Regions from separate parts of the Callithrix jacchus genome. Here region 1 is linked to region 2. The links are chromatin contacts, called in public Hi-C maps. All regions are on one chromosome and are shown on one strand. The core of a region is the stretch at or near the end of the contact, and the rest is flanking DNA. Distances in the headings are between cores, read along the strand shown. Region 1 holds the start of MKRN1 (makorin ring finger protein 1). Region 2 holds the start of ADCK2 (aarF domain containing kinase 2).

What was found. Hi-C and Micro-C count contacts between places; a contact is called where the count stands out from the background.
Region 1: a Hi-C map of skeletal muscle shows a contact between it and region 2, with 5 times the contacts expected there. The contact joins the promoter of MKRN1 here to the promoter of ADCK2 in region 2. A contact is called at or near these places in 2 of 3 Hi-C or Micro-C datasets (both in skeletal muscle).

Annotation. Positions count from the first base shown.
Region 1 is chr11:106,855,327-106,862,562 of calJac240_pri, reverse strand. MKRN1 (makorin ring finger protein 1) reads right to left here and starts at 2,405. Exons shown (of 8, transcript XM_035254592.3): 1 at 2,201-2,405. The coding sequence starts at 2,385. It also overlaps the pseudogene LOC108592932.
Region 2 is chr11:106,692,692-106,700,245 of calJac240_pri, reverse strand. It overlaps ADCK2 (aarF domain containing kinase 2), which reads left to right and starts at 1,549. Exons shown (of 6, transcript XM_078343628.1): 1 at 1,549-2,820; 2 at 3,462-3,608. The coding sequence starts at 1,888.

The DNA.
Region 1 (7,236 bases), core at 1,156-3,655, 160 kb before region 2:
CTGGGGAAAGCCCTGCAGAGGTAAACTAGAGCCCTACTCTTCTCAGAGAGCTCAAAGTGTACAATGAAGACCACAGTTAGGCCGGGCACCCTGGCTCACCTGAGGTCAGGAGTTGAGACTAGCCTGACCAACACGGAGCAACCCCATCTCTACTAAAAATACAAAATTAGCCGGGCCCAGTGGCGCATGCCTGTAATCCCAGGTACTTGGAGAGGCTGAGGCAGGAGAGTTGCTTGAACCCGGGAGGCAGAGGTTGTGGTAAGGAGAGATGGCACCACTGCACTCCAGCCTGGTCAACAAGGGCGAAAATCCGCCTCAAAAAAAAAAAAAAAAATTATACCTGACATTTCTTTATCTAAAGGAGAAAAGTAATTTAAGAGATCATGTTGATACCTGGAACAACCGAAAACAATGTCAAACACTAAAACTCAAAACCTAGCAAGGAATCCGCAGAACAAAAACTGCCTCAAGCAAAAAAACAAAAACTAGTAAATCTCCGCCTTCCTCTTTCTTTTCTTTTTTTTTTTTTTTGACCGAGTTTTATACTCTTTCCTCTTTCTCCCAGGCTGGAGTGAAGTGGCCAGCTCTCAACTCATCGAAACCTCTGCCTCCAGGTTTTAAGTCATTCTTCTGCCTCAGCCTCCCAAGTAGCTGGGATTACAGGTGCCCACCATCACACCCACCTAACTTTTCTATTTTTAGTAGAGACAGGGTTTTCACCATGTTGACCAGGATGCTCTCAAACTCCTGACCTCAGGCGGTCCGCCAGCCTCAGTCTCCCAAAATGCTGGAATTGCAGGCATGAGCCACCGCGCCGGCCTAGCCACCCCAACCGGTCAGTTTTAATTTTTAAAAGCTCTAACTGGCACAAATAGATTAACTGTAACATTGTAAAAGGGAAACAGATATTCAAACAACTCTGTCAAAGAGCAAAAACTTTTAAATCATTATTCCTTGTGATATTTCACTTTTATGATCCACCGATGAAGAAGACAAGTGACCTGAAATTGCGTTTGTGCCTTATCCCATTATATAAAATAATTAAGCTTATTCTTCACACCTTAAATGTATCGTATCGAAAACTGAGAGCTTCATTGTTGCCAGGAGAAATGTATCACAAAGACTGGCAAGGTTTCAAATTTCACCCTTAATAATACAAGCTCTTATTAGGAATTACTTTTAAATAATTGCGTATCAATACCATCCAGATGAAAATCGGCATTTCACTTGATTTCTTCAACCCATAGAAAAAGATAAGCTTACAGTCGATACTGATTACTATTTAGAAGCCGGAATATAAAAAACATATAATTAAATGCCCTCTTCTGCGTACAGCTACGAAGTTTTTACAAGCGTACACACCAGTACAACCGCCATCCCTTAATTTTTCTAAAATTTTAGTCTCCCATACCAAACCAAACCTCTCTTCCGGGAGCAAAGAGCCCTTGCACTCCCTTAAGAAGATGCGTTAAATTTCAAAAGAGGAACATAGCGCTGGGGGAGGGTAATAGTCGCTGCTAAAAACCGCGGGTGGATTAGACGACCCCGGCCCCCGTTTGCCTGATTCTAAGACAAAGCTCAGCACCGCCAACCTCGACAAACATACAAAGAAGATATACAAAAGCTTCTTCTCACGGTTGGGCGGAGGACCGGGGGGCGGAGGGACGTGAAAAAACGTTACAAACGGATGACACGGAAGGAGGAGAGGGCTAGGAGCCAGGCCAGCTCGCTGGGGCCCTCGGCGGGGTGTCTAGGCCCAGAGAGGATGGCTGGGAGACCGGCTGGAAGCGACCACCACCTCCGGAGCCCCGGGAGGCGGAGGTAGCGGCGGGGGCATCCTTCCAGCGGCAGGGGAGGAGCCAGCCTACCTCTCCACGATGCGCTCGCAGCCAGCGCAGAGAGAACGGTAGGCGGAGGTGCAGCCCCCGGCCCCGCAGCGACCGCGCACCGCCAGGCCTCCGCGGACGGCGCAGAGGGATCCGCGGCCCAGCGGGGGTTGACGCAGTGACTGGGAGGACGCAGTGAGTGGGGGGACGCGGCGGCGGCGGCGGCAACAGCGAGGGCTGCGGGGGTCGAGACAACGCCGGTCCCCGCCTTCCCGTGCCGCTCGCCGCCGGCCGGCAGCCCTCCTCCCTCCCGCGCCGCGGGCGCGGCCCGCCGCCCCCTCCCCGAGCTGGCGCTCCGCCGCCCAACGTCCTACCTGCAGGTGACCTGTTTAGTCCAGCCGCCGCCGCTGCCGTCGCTGCCGCCGCCCCCTCCGCCCGCCCCCGGGGACGGGGCGGTGACTGTGGGGATCGAGGTGGGGGAGGCCGCTGTCGCCGCCGCCGCTGCCGCTTCTGCTCCTGATGTTGTGGCTGTTGTTCCGGGAGCTGCAGCCTCCGCCATTACTGTTTATCCCACACAGCAAAGGCCCCGGAACTTCCGGGATCACATAGTTCCGGTCCGGCTGCGGGTAAAGGACGGCGAGGCCAGGCGAGGGGAGGGGAAGAACACTGAGGTACCCGCTCGGTACCGGCCTGCTCCGCGTCGCGTTTCCGAGCGCTCTCGCCACTTGAACTGAGTGCCCCGAGCGTGCACGCCCGCGGCACGCCCACGGCGCCGCTGATTGGTGGAGGGGACGTCTCCTTCGGGGAAAGGGGCGGGGCTAGCAGGGTCTGTACAGGTGTCTCCCGTGGAGACCCCGGCGACGAAAGTCCACAGTCATTCAGAGGCTTTCTTCCTAGCAGAGGTTGATATGGTAGAGCGTGAGCTGGAGACTAGGGGCCTGCAGACTGAAGACCTTGGTTTGAATCTGCACTTTCCCATTTTTTAGTGAGATCTTGAGCTAAGTACCTGTTGTCTCAGCCTGAGTTTTATCCTCTCTCAAATACAGATGGCACAGACCCCGCCGCACTGGGTTGCTGTGAGGATTACATGATATCCTTAAAAATCACTGAGCTTAATGGTACTTGGTAAACACTTAATAAAGGTTATCTCGGCTGGGCGCGGTGGCTCACGCCTGTAATCCCAGCACTTTGGGAGGCCGAGGAGGGTGGATCATGAGGTAAGGAGATCCAGGCCATCCTGGCCAACATGGTGAAACCCCGTCTCTACTAAAATACAAAAAAACTAGCCGGGCTTGGTGGTGAGCGCCTGTAGTCTCACCTACTGGGAGGCCGAGGCAGGAGAATCGCTTGAACCAGGGAGGTGGAGGTTGCAGTGAGCCGAGATGGCACCACTGCACTCCAGCCTGACTGCACTCCAGCCTGGCAACAAAGCAGGACAACGTCTCAAAAAAAAAAAAAAAAAAAAAAAAGGAGGGAGGTTATCTCATTCCTGGTATCTCAGATGTGATCTTGGCCAAGTATTTTGACTAGAGGGCTGGTCCCTTTATCTGTCGCCTTCCCTTTCTAAGCTACTTGTGTCTTACAGCAAATTATTTTACCTCTTTGTGCTCCTGCTTTTTCATCTGTAAAAAATAATAATAATAATCAGAATAATAGTAATAATGATCAGGCCAGGCACAGTGGCTTATGCCTGTAATCCCAGCATTTTGGGAGGCCGAGGAGGGTGGATTATCTGAGGTCATGGGTTCGAGACCAGTCTGGCTAATGTGAAACCCTATCTTTACTAAAAATACAAAAATTAGCCGAGAGTGGTGGCAGGCACCTGTAATCCCTACCGCTCCGGAGGCTGAGGCAGGAGATTCCCTTGAACCCAGTAGGCAGAGACTGCGGTGAGCCAAGGCCACTGCACTCCAGCCTGGGCAACAGAGTGAGACTCTTTAATAATAATAATAATAATAGGATGAGGAGGAGGAGAAAAAATAATAATAGATAATATAACCTACTCCAGAGATGGCTGTGAAAATTAAATGAGAGGCCATTTAAAACGCTTTGCATTGTGCTTCACACTGCAGTGAACACATAATGAATAACAAAAGATATCTGGAATATCCTAGCTTTTTTTTAATGTGTCTTTACAATTGTATATATTTAAGGTGTAAATATTGTTTGAGTATACATATGCATAGTGAAGTGATTACCGCAGATTTAGCATATCATCTTGAAGGAAAAATTTATGTACCTGTTTGTGGTAAAAACCCAAGCTTGGCCAGGCGCAGTGGCTCACGCCTATAATCCCAGCACTTTGGGAGGCCGAGGCAGGTGGATCACGAGGTCAAGAGATGGAGACCATCCTGGTCAACATGGTGAAACCTTGTCTCTACTAAAAATACAAAAAATTAGCTGGGCATGGTGGTACGCACCTGTAGTCCCAGCTACTGGGGAGGCTGAGGCAGGAGAATTGCTTGAACCCAGAAGGCGGAGGTTGCGGTGAGCCGAGGTCGTGCCATTGCACTCCAGCCTGGGAAACAAGAGTGAAACTCCATCTCAAAAAAAAAAACAAAAAAACAAAAAAAACCCAAGCTCTACTCTTAGCAATTTTCTAGTATACAATATTATCTATTAATTATCACATCGTTAATCATAGTCTTCATGTGGTATGTTAGATCTCTAGACTTACTCATCCCACGCAGCTGCCACTTTGTCCCCTTTGACCTAGATCTCCCCATTCCCCATCCCACACCTGGTAAACCACTGTTCTGCCGGGCGTGGTGGCTCACGCCTGTAATCCCAGCACTTTGGGAGGCTGAGGCGGGTGGATCCCGAGGTCAAGAGATTGAGACCATCCTGGTCAACATGGTGAAACCCCGTCTCTACTAAAAATACAAAAAATTAGCTGGGCATGGTAGTGCGTGCCTGTAATCCCAGCTACTCAGGAGGCTGAGGCAGGAGAATTGCCTGAACTCAGGAGGCGGAGGTTTCGGTGAGCCGAGATGGTGCCATTGCACCCCAGCCTGGGTAACAAGAGCAAAACTCTGTCCCCTCCCAAAAACACCACTGTTCTACTCTGTTTCTATGCATTCAACTTTTTCACATCTTCCTGTGTAAGTGAGATAATGTAAATTATTCTTTGTGTCTGGCTTTTTCATGCAGCATAATGTCCTGCAGTTTATCCATGTTGTGGTAAATAAAGGCTACCATGCAGGTAGTAACCTTCAGAGACATAATAGATGGTAAATGTTTCTTTCAGACTTTTAAAGTTGTCACACTCTCAGTTAACCTCTCCTAGATCTAGGGAAGGGAGGGCCTCAAAGAAGACCCCTTTTTTTTTTTTGAGACCCCTGGCTGGAGTGCAGTAGCACGATCTTAGCTCACCTCAACCTCTGCCTCCTGGATTCAACGATTCTCCTGCCTCAGCCTCCCGTGTAGCTGGGATTACAGGGATGAGCCACCGTGCCCAGCCAGAAGTCTCTTTTAAATACAGCCTTCTATTTTAAGGCTGAGAATTAAGGAATATCTAGCTTCTGAGGATTACTTCTAAAACTATGAAAAGTAAACTGTACTTAATTTTTTATTTTGTTTAGAGATGGGGTCTCACTGTATTGCTCACGCTGATCTCCAACCCCTGTGCTCAAGTGATGCTCCTGCCTTGGCCTTCCAAAGTGCTGGGATTATAGGCATGAGCTACCACGCTGGGCCTTAGAGTGTATTTAATTATATTTCCGCATTAAGGCCTACTGTCCACTCAGACACAGCATATTAAACCCTGAGCTTCCATAGGCAGTTTTCCATAATCCCTTAAATTCAACTTTTCTGTAATCTCTACTTTGAGAAAATGAGAATCAGCCTATTGATCATCAGACCACGATGTACCCAACACAAGCAAACAAGGACAGTGGCAAAAACAAGAGGAAAGAATGCATCTCCCAAGGCCACACCGCAGCAAGATAACTATGATATTTCATTCACTTCGCCTCAAAATATACACTTCTGGCTAGGCATAGGTGGCTCACGCCTATAATCCCAGCACTTTGGAAGGCAGAGGTGGGCGGATCATATGAGGTCAGAGACCAGCCTGGGCAAGATAGCAAAACCCCTATGTCTACTAAAAATACAAAAATTGGCTGGGTGTGTTAGCTCACACCTGTAATCCCAGCACTTTGGGAGGCCGAGGTGGGTAGATCACCTGAGGTCAGGAGTTTGAGACCAGCCTGACAAACATGGAGAAACCCTTTCTACTAAAAATACAGAATTAGGTGGGGGGTGGGGGGGTGCATGCCTGTAATCACAGCTACTTGGGAGGCTAAGGCAGGAGAATCACTTGAACCAGGGAGGTGGAGGTTGCAGTAAGCCGAGATTCCACCATTATACTCCAACCTGGGCAACAAGAACAAAACTCTGTCTCCAAAAAAAAAAAAAATATATATATATATATATATATATACGCACACACACACACAAAAGTTACCTCCGCATGGTGGCATTCGCCTGTAATTCCTACTCTGGAGACTGAGGGAGGAGAATCACTTGAATCCGGGAGGCAGAGGTTGCAGTGAGCCAAGATCACGCCACTGCACTCCAGCCTGGGCAACAGAGTGAGATTCTGTCTCAAAAATAAATTGACTAATTAAACAAACTTATTTGACATATTTTAAGATACCTCTCCATCATAAAAAAAAAAAGAAAAAAACAAGTAAGATACTTCTTCAGAAGAGTTGGAAGTACAAGAATAGAAGGAAAGCTGTCTTTTGTGGGAAAGATTTGCATCTGTAGAGAAAAGCTGCACGGATGCAGCCTGGCTTTCTTTGGAGCCCTTCCTTCCCCAGATCTAGGAAAAGATTAGCTGAATCCAACAACTAAGAAACATGTACCACCTATTGTGTTTCTGAAGGCTGCTATCTGTATGGTTTCAACTACCTAACAAGACCACTGTGGCTAGCCAGGCCTCCGCTTCTCTCCATTCCATAACCTGTGTTGCCATCCTGTGATTTACCCTTATATCCTGTTTTGGGGAATGTTCCCCATTCTTTTAGTAACCTCAAGAAGGAATATAAGCTTCCCTACCCCATTGAGGGGTCAGGGTCATCACTCTGTTGTTATCCCTATGCACATTAATAAATGCGTAAGCCAGCCGGGTGCGGTGGTTCACATCTATAATCCCAGCACTTTGAGAGGCCGAGGTGGGCAGATCACCTGAGGTCAGGAGTTTGAGACCAGCCTGGCCAACATGGAGAGACCCCATCTCTAAAAAAACAATAAAATAAAAATAAATGTGTAAGCCTTTTCACTAGTTAATCTGCCAGGGTTTTTCTTTGTTTGTTTGTTTTGAGACAAGGTCTCACTCTGTTGTGCAGGCTGGAGTGCAGCGGTGCCATCTCAGCTCACTGCAATCACCACCTCCTGGGCTCAAGTG
Region 2 (7,554 bases), core at 300-2,799:
CGGGAGCCTCACCGCCCAGCACCCAGCCCTCTGCCTCCACCGGCCATCCTGAAACAGCCCAGCAGGTTCACCTTGCCAGCTGCTTAGATAGAGCCGATTTATCAAGACAGGGGAATTGCTATAGAGGAGTAATTCACACAGACCTGGCTGCGCGGGAGACCGGAGTTTTATTACTCAAGTCGGTCTCCCCAAGCATTCAAGGAGCAAAGTTTTTTTGTTGTTGTTGTTGAGATGGAGTTTTCGCTCTGTTGCCCAGGCTGGAGTGCAGTGGCCTCAGCTCACTCAGCTCACTGCAACCTCCACCTCCCGGGTTCAAGTGATTCTCCTGCCATAGCCTCCTGAGTAGCTGGAATCATAGGCCTGTGCCACTACACCCGGCTAATATTTTTTTGTTTTTTGTATTTTTAGTAGAGACAGAGTTTCACCATGTTGGTCTGGCTGGTCTTGAACTCCTGACCTCATGATCTGCCCACCTGTGCCTCCCAAGTGCTGGGATTACGGGCATGAGCCACTGCGCCTGCAACTCTGTGGGGAGCAGAGTGTTTAAGGACAACTTGGTGGGTGGGGGAAGGCCAGTGAGTGGAGAGTGCTGATTGGTTGTGTCAGAGATGAAATCCTAGGAAATTGAAGCTGTCTTCTTGCTCTGAGTTAGTTCCCGAGTGGAGGGCCACAAGATCAGATGAGCCAGTTTATTCATCTGGTTGGTGCCAGCTGATCCATCAAATACAGGGTCTGCAAAATATCTTGAGCACTGATCTTAGGAATAGTTTAGGGAGGGTCAGAATCTTGTAGCCTCCAGCTGCCTGACTCCTAAATCATACTTTCTAATCTTGTGGCTTTGTTAGTCCTACAAAGGCAAACTATTCCCCGAGCAAGAAGGAGGTTTAAGAAAGGGCTGTTACGGGCTGTGCACGGTGGCTCACACCGGCCGGGGCAGGTGGATCAGAGGTCAGGAGTACAAGACCAACCTGGCCAAGATGATGAAACTTGGTATCTACTAAAAACTACAAAAATTGGCCGGGCACGGTGGCAAGCGCCTTAATCCCAGGTACTTGGAGCCTGAAGTAGGCGAATCCCTTGAACCCAGGAGGCAGAGTTTACAGTGAGGAGAGATCGCTCCGCTGCACCTCCACCCTGGGCGACAGAGTAAGACTCCGTCTCAAAAAAATAACAACAACGACAAAAAAAAGGCTGTTATCGTTGATATTGTCTTTGTTTTAATGTATAAAGTATAAACTAAGTTCTTCTCAAAGTTAGTTTCGCTTACGCCCAGGAATAAACAAGCACAGCTTGGAGGTTAGAAGCAAGATGGAGTTGGTTAGGTCAGATCTCTTTCACTGTCTCGGTTATAATTTTGCCATGGCGGTTTCAACCCGGTGGCTGATCTCGTCCCAGCCATCTCCCGTGCCCTTCCCCTCCACCACAGTCCTCGGTGCCTGGGTTCCCTGCACCTGCACCCCCTCGCTCGCCCCTATGCCCCGCCCCTACGCTCCGCCCAGCGCCCCGCCCCCGCCTGCCCGCCACCCCGGGAATCTCGCACTGGCCCCTGGGCGCGCGGTGACCCTGCGACTGCCCGGCCTCTGCCTCCGCCCGCGCGATCCCCTCGCTCGTCGCGCGCGCCCGGGGCCTGGCTTCGCGTGGGTCCTGGCTCCTCCCGTTCCGCAGTCGGTGCCGCCTGACAGCCCCTTAGGCGCAGCGCGGCGAGTGTCGGGCGGGCGCTTCCGGCCTGAGGCCTGGAGAGGTGTGGGTGCGATCGGGGCGGGAGCCCGCGCGGATGGGTAGCTCCGTCTGCGGGGGCAGGGCCGGGCTTCGGCCTCACCGCAGCCTCTCCTGAGCGGGCGCTCCAGCAGAGGAGGGCGGGCCGCCTGGGCCGCAGGCCTCTGGAGGATGGTGGCGCCCTGGCGCGTCTCCGTCAGGGTTTTCCTGTCGCACCTGAGGTGCTTCGAGCTCAGACAGGGACTCGGCCTCCTGAGGCTCTCCAAGTGCCCTCGCGATGCCAGGTTCTGCTGGCTTCTGCTGGGCACTTTGCCCAAGCTCGTCTCCACCTGCGGGGACGTGGGTGAGGGGGCCCCTGACGTCCTGGGTCGGCAAAGGGTCCGCTGGAGCGGCGCGGCTGGCGCGGGGCCCGCGGAGAGCCTCCCCCGAGCTGGACCGCTGGGCGGCGTCTTCCTGCATCTCCGCCTCTGGCTTCGTGCCGGCGCCCTGCTGGTGAAATTCTTCCCCCTCCTTCTCCTCTACCCCCTCACCTACCTGGCTCCCAGCGTCTCCACGCTCTGGCTCCACCTGCTTCTGAAAGCCACCGAGACCTCAGGCCCAACATACATCAAACTGGGCCAGTGGGCCAGCACCCGGCGCGATCTGTTTTCCGAGGCTTTCTGTGCGCAGTTTTCCAAGCTGCATGTTCGAGTGAACCCCCACCCATGGACTCACACTGAGCGCTTCCTCCGGGAGGCTTTTGGGGAGGAATGGGGGGACATCCTCTCTTTTGAGAAACGGGAACCTGTGGGCTCAGGCTGTGTGGCCCAGGTGTACAAAGCATACGCCAACACTGCGTTCCTGGAGATTGACAGCGTCCAGAGACTTGGCGGGGCCTCCTGTCTGCCGCCCTCCTCAGAAGCTCCGGCAGTCCAGGGGCTGAGAGAGCTCTTTGGATACCTTGGAAATGGCCGGAAACCTCCAGGAAATCTTGCAGACCAGTCGTTTCTAGAAAGGCTGCTCCTCCCTAATGCTGACCTGGTTGGATCAAATGCAGGGGCGTCTCAGGCTCCCGTCCCTGGCTACCACCCTGAGCCAGGTCACCTCATCCCCGTGGCAGTGAAAGTAAGTGCTCTGAGAGCTCACAGCTCACCTACCCACTGAGCGTTCCCAGATCAGAAACACCCGCCATGTTTATTAATATTTGCCTGACCAATATCTGAGTGCTTGTTTCTTTCTTTCTTTTTTTGAGATGGAGTTTTGCTCTTGTTTCCCAGGGTGGAGTGCGATAGCGCGATCTCAACTCACTGCAACCTCCCCCTCTCGGTTCAAGGGATTCTCCTGCCTCAGCCTCCCTAGCAGCTGAGATTACGGCACCCGTCACCAAACCCAGCTAATTTTTTGTACTTTTAGTAGAGATGGGGTTTCGCTGTGTTGGCCAGGCTGGGCTCGAACTCCTGACCTCAGTTGATTCACCTGCCTCAGCCTCCCAAAGTGCTGGGATTACAGGCGTGAGCCACCATGCCCGGCTCTGAGTGCTTATTTCAAGCAAGCTGTTTCATTTCTTGGCTTGAAGTGGAGGTGTGAATAGTCTGATAGAAAATGAACAGGGTCTGGAGTGAACTAACTGCTTGGGTGTTGAGACCACATCTTCCTTCCTTTGATGAGAAGCCACCTGGTTCTTCCTTGGATGGTGGGACCCAGCCCCGGCTGGGTAAAATGTGTCCAGTGGATTCTTCCTGTCTCACGGTTCCTCTTTCCTACAGGTGTTGCACCCTGGCCTGCTCTCTCAGGTGCATATGGACCTGCTGCTGATGAAGATTGGCAGCCGAGTCCTTGGACTTTTGCCAGGCATCAAGTGGCTTAGCTTGCCTGAGATTGTGGAGGAATTTGAGAAGCTGATGGTCCAACAGGTGAGTTCTCCTTCCCTCAGTTGTAAATAGCACCTAACACCGTTTTTGCCATTAGCTGCTGCTTAGTAAATGTTGAATAATTTTCCGGTATGTCATAGCTCGTGTGGTGTGTTAGAGTAGGTAACACTAGCTGGTAAAACACCACCACCAAAACCTCAGTGGCTTTATGGATTAAGGTCATTTCTTGCTTATATCAAAGTTCTGGCGGGCATGGTGACTCATGTGTGCAATCCTAGCACTTTGGGAGGCTGAGGTGGGTGGATCACTTGAGGCCAGAAGTTCCCGATTAGCCTGGCCAACATGGTGTAACCCTGTCTCTACTAAAAATACAAAAATTAGCCCAGCATGGTGGTTCGTGCCTGTAATCCCAGCTACTAGGAGGCTGAGGTATGAGAATTGCTTGAACCTGGGAGGTGGAGGTTGCAGTGAGCTGAGATTATGCCACTGTACTCCAGCTTGGGCAACAGAGCAAGACTCCATCTCAAAAACAAAACAGAAACAAAAAACAAAGTTCTATGCAGGTGAACTGAAGCATAGAAAGGGAGCTCTTTGTTTTATTATTTTAAAAATAGAGACAGAGTCTCGCCATGTTGCCCATGAACTCCTGGGCTTGTTATTCTCCCTCCTCAGCCTTCCCAAGTGCTGGGATGACAGACCTAGGCCACTGCACGTGGTCAAGAGAGGGAGCTCTACTCCCTAGTTTCAGGGAACTCAATTTCTTCCCAAGTTTGGCATTGCCTTCTTCAATATGTGTCATCTGGGGTCAGTGTGGATTGGAGGAAGAGGCCAGGGAGGGTCACTTAAGAGATTTTGTGGCTAGGTCTGGAAGTGGCAAACATCACTTATTTCCTGTCCGGTGATCAGAGCTTTAACTACATGGGCCCAATGTTAACCGAGAACTTGGGAAACACTGTCTTCTCTTGTGCTGGGGAGGAAAAGGAAATGATTCTGGTGGAGAATGTCTAGCATTATTTCTGCCATAATCGATGACTCCAGAGTGAGAAAATAATTAGTAAAGTCACACACTGTGCCTTTGTTTTGCTTTGATTCCAGGGCAAATTGAGTCAACAAGGACCTCCTTCATGCTCAGGGCCCTGGGGACATTTGTATAAGGGGCCAGACTTAGCAAACACACTGGGGTGGTCGGGGCTCCATGTCGGCACCTATTGGCTTCTTGGTGGGGAGTGCAGGAATTGGCAGGTTTTCAAAAGCAACCTGCTAAGTCTTTGTTTAGAGCCTCTGATTTAAGATTTTAAGTCCTAGGGATTCATTTTAATGTTTAGAAAGTCTCTTAGTCTGTTCAAACAGAATCCCATAAACTAAGTAGCTTACAAACAACAGAAATGTATTTCTTGAGGTTCTGGAGGCTGAAAATTCCAGATCAAGGCATCGGCAGGTTCTGTGTCTGGTGAGGCCCCACTTTCTGGTTCATAATTGGCCCTTCTGTGTCATCGCGTGGTGGAAGAGGCAAGGGCTCTGCCTTGGGTCCCATGTTTTTAAAGCCGCTAATCCATCAATGCAGGCTCTGCTCTCATGACCTCATCAGCTGCTAAAGGCCCTGTCTCCTAATACCATCACCTTAGGGCTTAGCATTTCTTTCTTCTTTTTCTTTTCTTGAGACATAGTCTCTCTCTGTTGCCCAGGCTGGAGTGCCGTGGTGTGGTCTCGGCTCACTACAACCTCCGCCTCCCAGGGTCAAGCAATTCCTCTGCCTCAACCTCCCGAGTAGCTGGGATTACAGGCACCTGCCACCACCCCTGACTAATTTTTTGTATTATTAGTAGAGACTGGGTTTCACCCTGTTGGCTAGGCTGGTCTCCAACTCCTGACCTCATGATCCACCTGCCTTGGCCTCCCAAAGCGCTGGGATTGCAAGTGTGAGCCACCACACCCAGCTAGGGCTTAGCATTTTAACACAGGAATTTTGGGGGAATATAATGGTCTCAAAAATTTTGGGGGGATATATGGTTTCAAAAATTCAGACCATAGCTGGTCTCAAACATTCAGACCATAGCTACAGAGCGGTGTAATTTGATAATAAAAGCAAATTAAGACAGAGAAAATAGCATCAATTCCAACAATCATCTCTGCATTTATTCCTCTCAGTCCTGCCACTCATCTGAGTTTCAGTTCTCCTTGCAGAAATCTGGCAGACATGGTGTGGTTCCATCATTCAAACTCACATCTCTGAATCACACCCCATTTGTCTTAAAAATCAGCTCTTCCTACTAACCCTCTCTTCATCTTCATCAGTATCACGTTCTTAGGCTGGAAACCTTAAAGCTCTGGGTCTGGGTATAGTATATGAGTGTCTCTGTTCATTTATAAATTTATGTAACAGTGACTAAAACAGCCCTTGCTTGAACTGGGGAGGTAGAGGTTGCGTTGAGCTGAGATTGCACCATTGCACTCCAGCCTGGGCAATAGGAGCAAAAACTTCATCTCATAAAATAAAGAAAGAAAGAAGAAAGAGAAGGAAAGAAGAAAGGAAGGAAGGCAGGCAGGCAGCAGTCAGGCAGGCTGTTAGGGCTGGGAATGGTGGTTCATGCCTATAATCCCAACACTTTGGGAGGCTGAGGTGGGTTGGATTGCTTGAGGTTAGGAGTTTGAGACCAGTTTGGGCAACATGGTGAAACCTCATCTCTATACCCAAAACACAAAACATTAGCCAGGCATGGTGACGCTGGCCTGTAGTCCTAGCTACTCAGGAGGCTGAGGTCAGAGAATCGCTTGAACCCAGAAGGCAGAGTTTGCACTGAACCATGATCATGCCACCATACTCTAGTCTGGGTGACAGAGTGAGACCCCATCTCAAAAAAAAAAAAGACAAGAAAAAAACCTCTGTGAGAAACTGGTAAACAAAGAAAACAAGAAAGAAAGACAGTCAGGACTGGGTGAATGGCTCCCACCTGTAATTCAAGCACTTTGGCAGGCAGAGGCAGGTGGATCACTTGAGGTCAGGAGTTTGAGACCAGCCTAGTCAGCATGGTAAAACTACTAAAAATATAAAAATTAATCAGGTACGGTGCACACTTGTAATCCTAGCTACTCGAGAGGCTGAGGCAGGAGAATCGCTTGAACCCAGGGAGGTATTAGCCAATCTGGGACGTTGAGCACTATATGGAGTTGGGTGAGGCCAGATCTTAGGTGGTAAAGGAAGGGGAAGGTGCCACGAGAGATGGACCTGGACAGAGAAGTAGGGGCCAAATCATGACCCACCTGGATGCCATTCTAAGGAGTGCAGACTTTACCATGCAGCTGAGGGATAGGAAAGGGAGGATGGGTCAAGTAAGGAGCACAGCCTGGGCGTCTCTGTGCTCAGCTGACTGGACATGAGGGTAAGTGCCTTGGGAGTGGCACTGGGGGAGAGGGACTGATCTGAGGGCGATGAGGGTTGCAGATCTGATGGCACTGGGCCGTTGCTGTGCGCAGAGGGGAAGAGAGAAGGTGTGATCTGAGGACTCAAAGGTGACTGAGTGTGTGGGGACGGTGAAGGGAAATTCCATTTAGACATAGAGCTTCAGGGTCTCTGGGCTCTCACTGGGCCACATCCAGTTGTTGGATATGTCACTTTGGAGGCTGGCATTGAGGTCTGGCATGGGGATCAAGGTGCTGTGAGAGGAGGCACTGGCTGAGGGCTTGGTGGATGTCAAGGGGATGCACATGCTGGCTGTGGTCAGGAGCAAGGGCATCAGCTCCTGGGGGCACAGGAGACCTGGCCAAGACAGGACACTGAGAGGCAGCAGGGGCGCCAGGCGAGTGAAGGCAGGCGCCAGGGGAAGAGCCACCACAAAGAGCTGGGTCAGCAGTGGCACCAGCCCCAGATGCCCTCAGAGGTTGATGGTAAACCTGGAACTGGTCCTTTGTGTCTGGCGAATGGTGGTTGGAGAGGGTAGTGGTGGGAGTGTCAGTGCAGTAGGTGCAGAGCTGGCCGTGAGATGGAAGG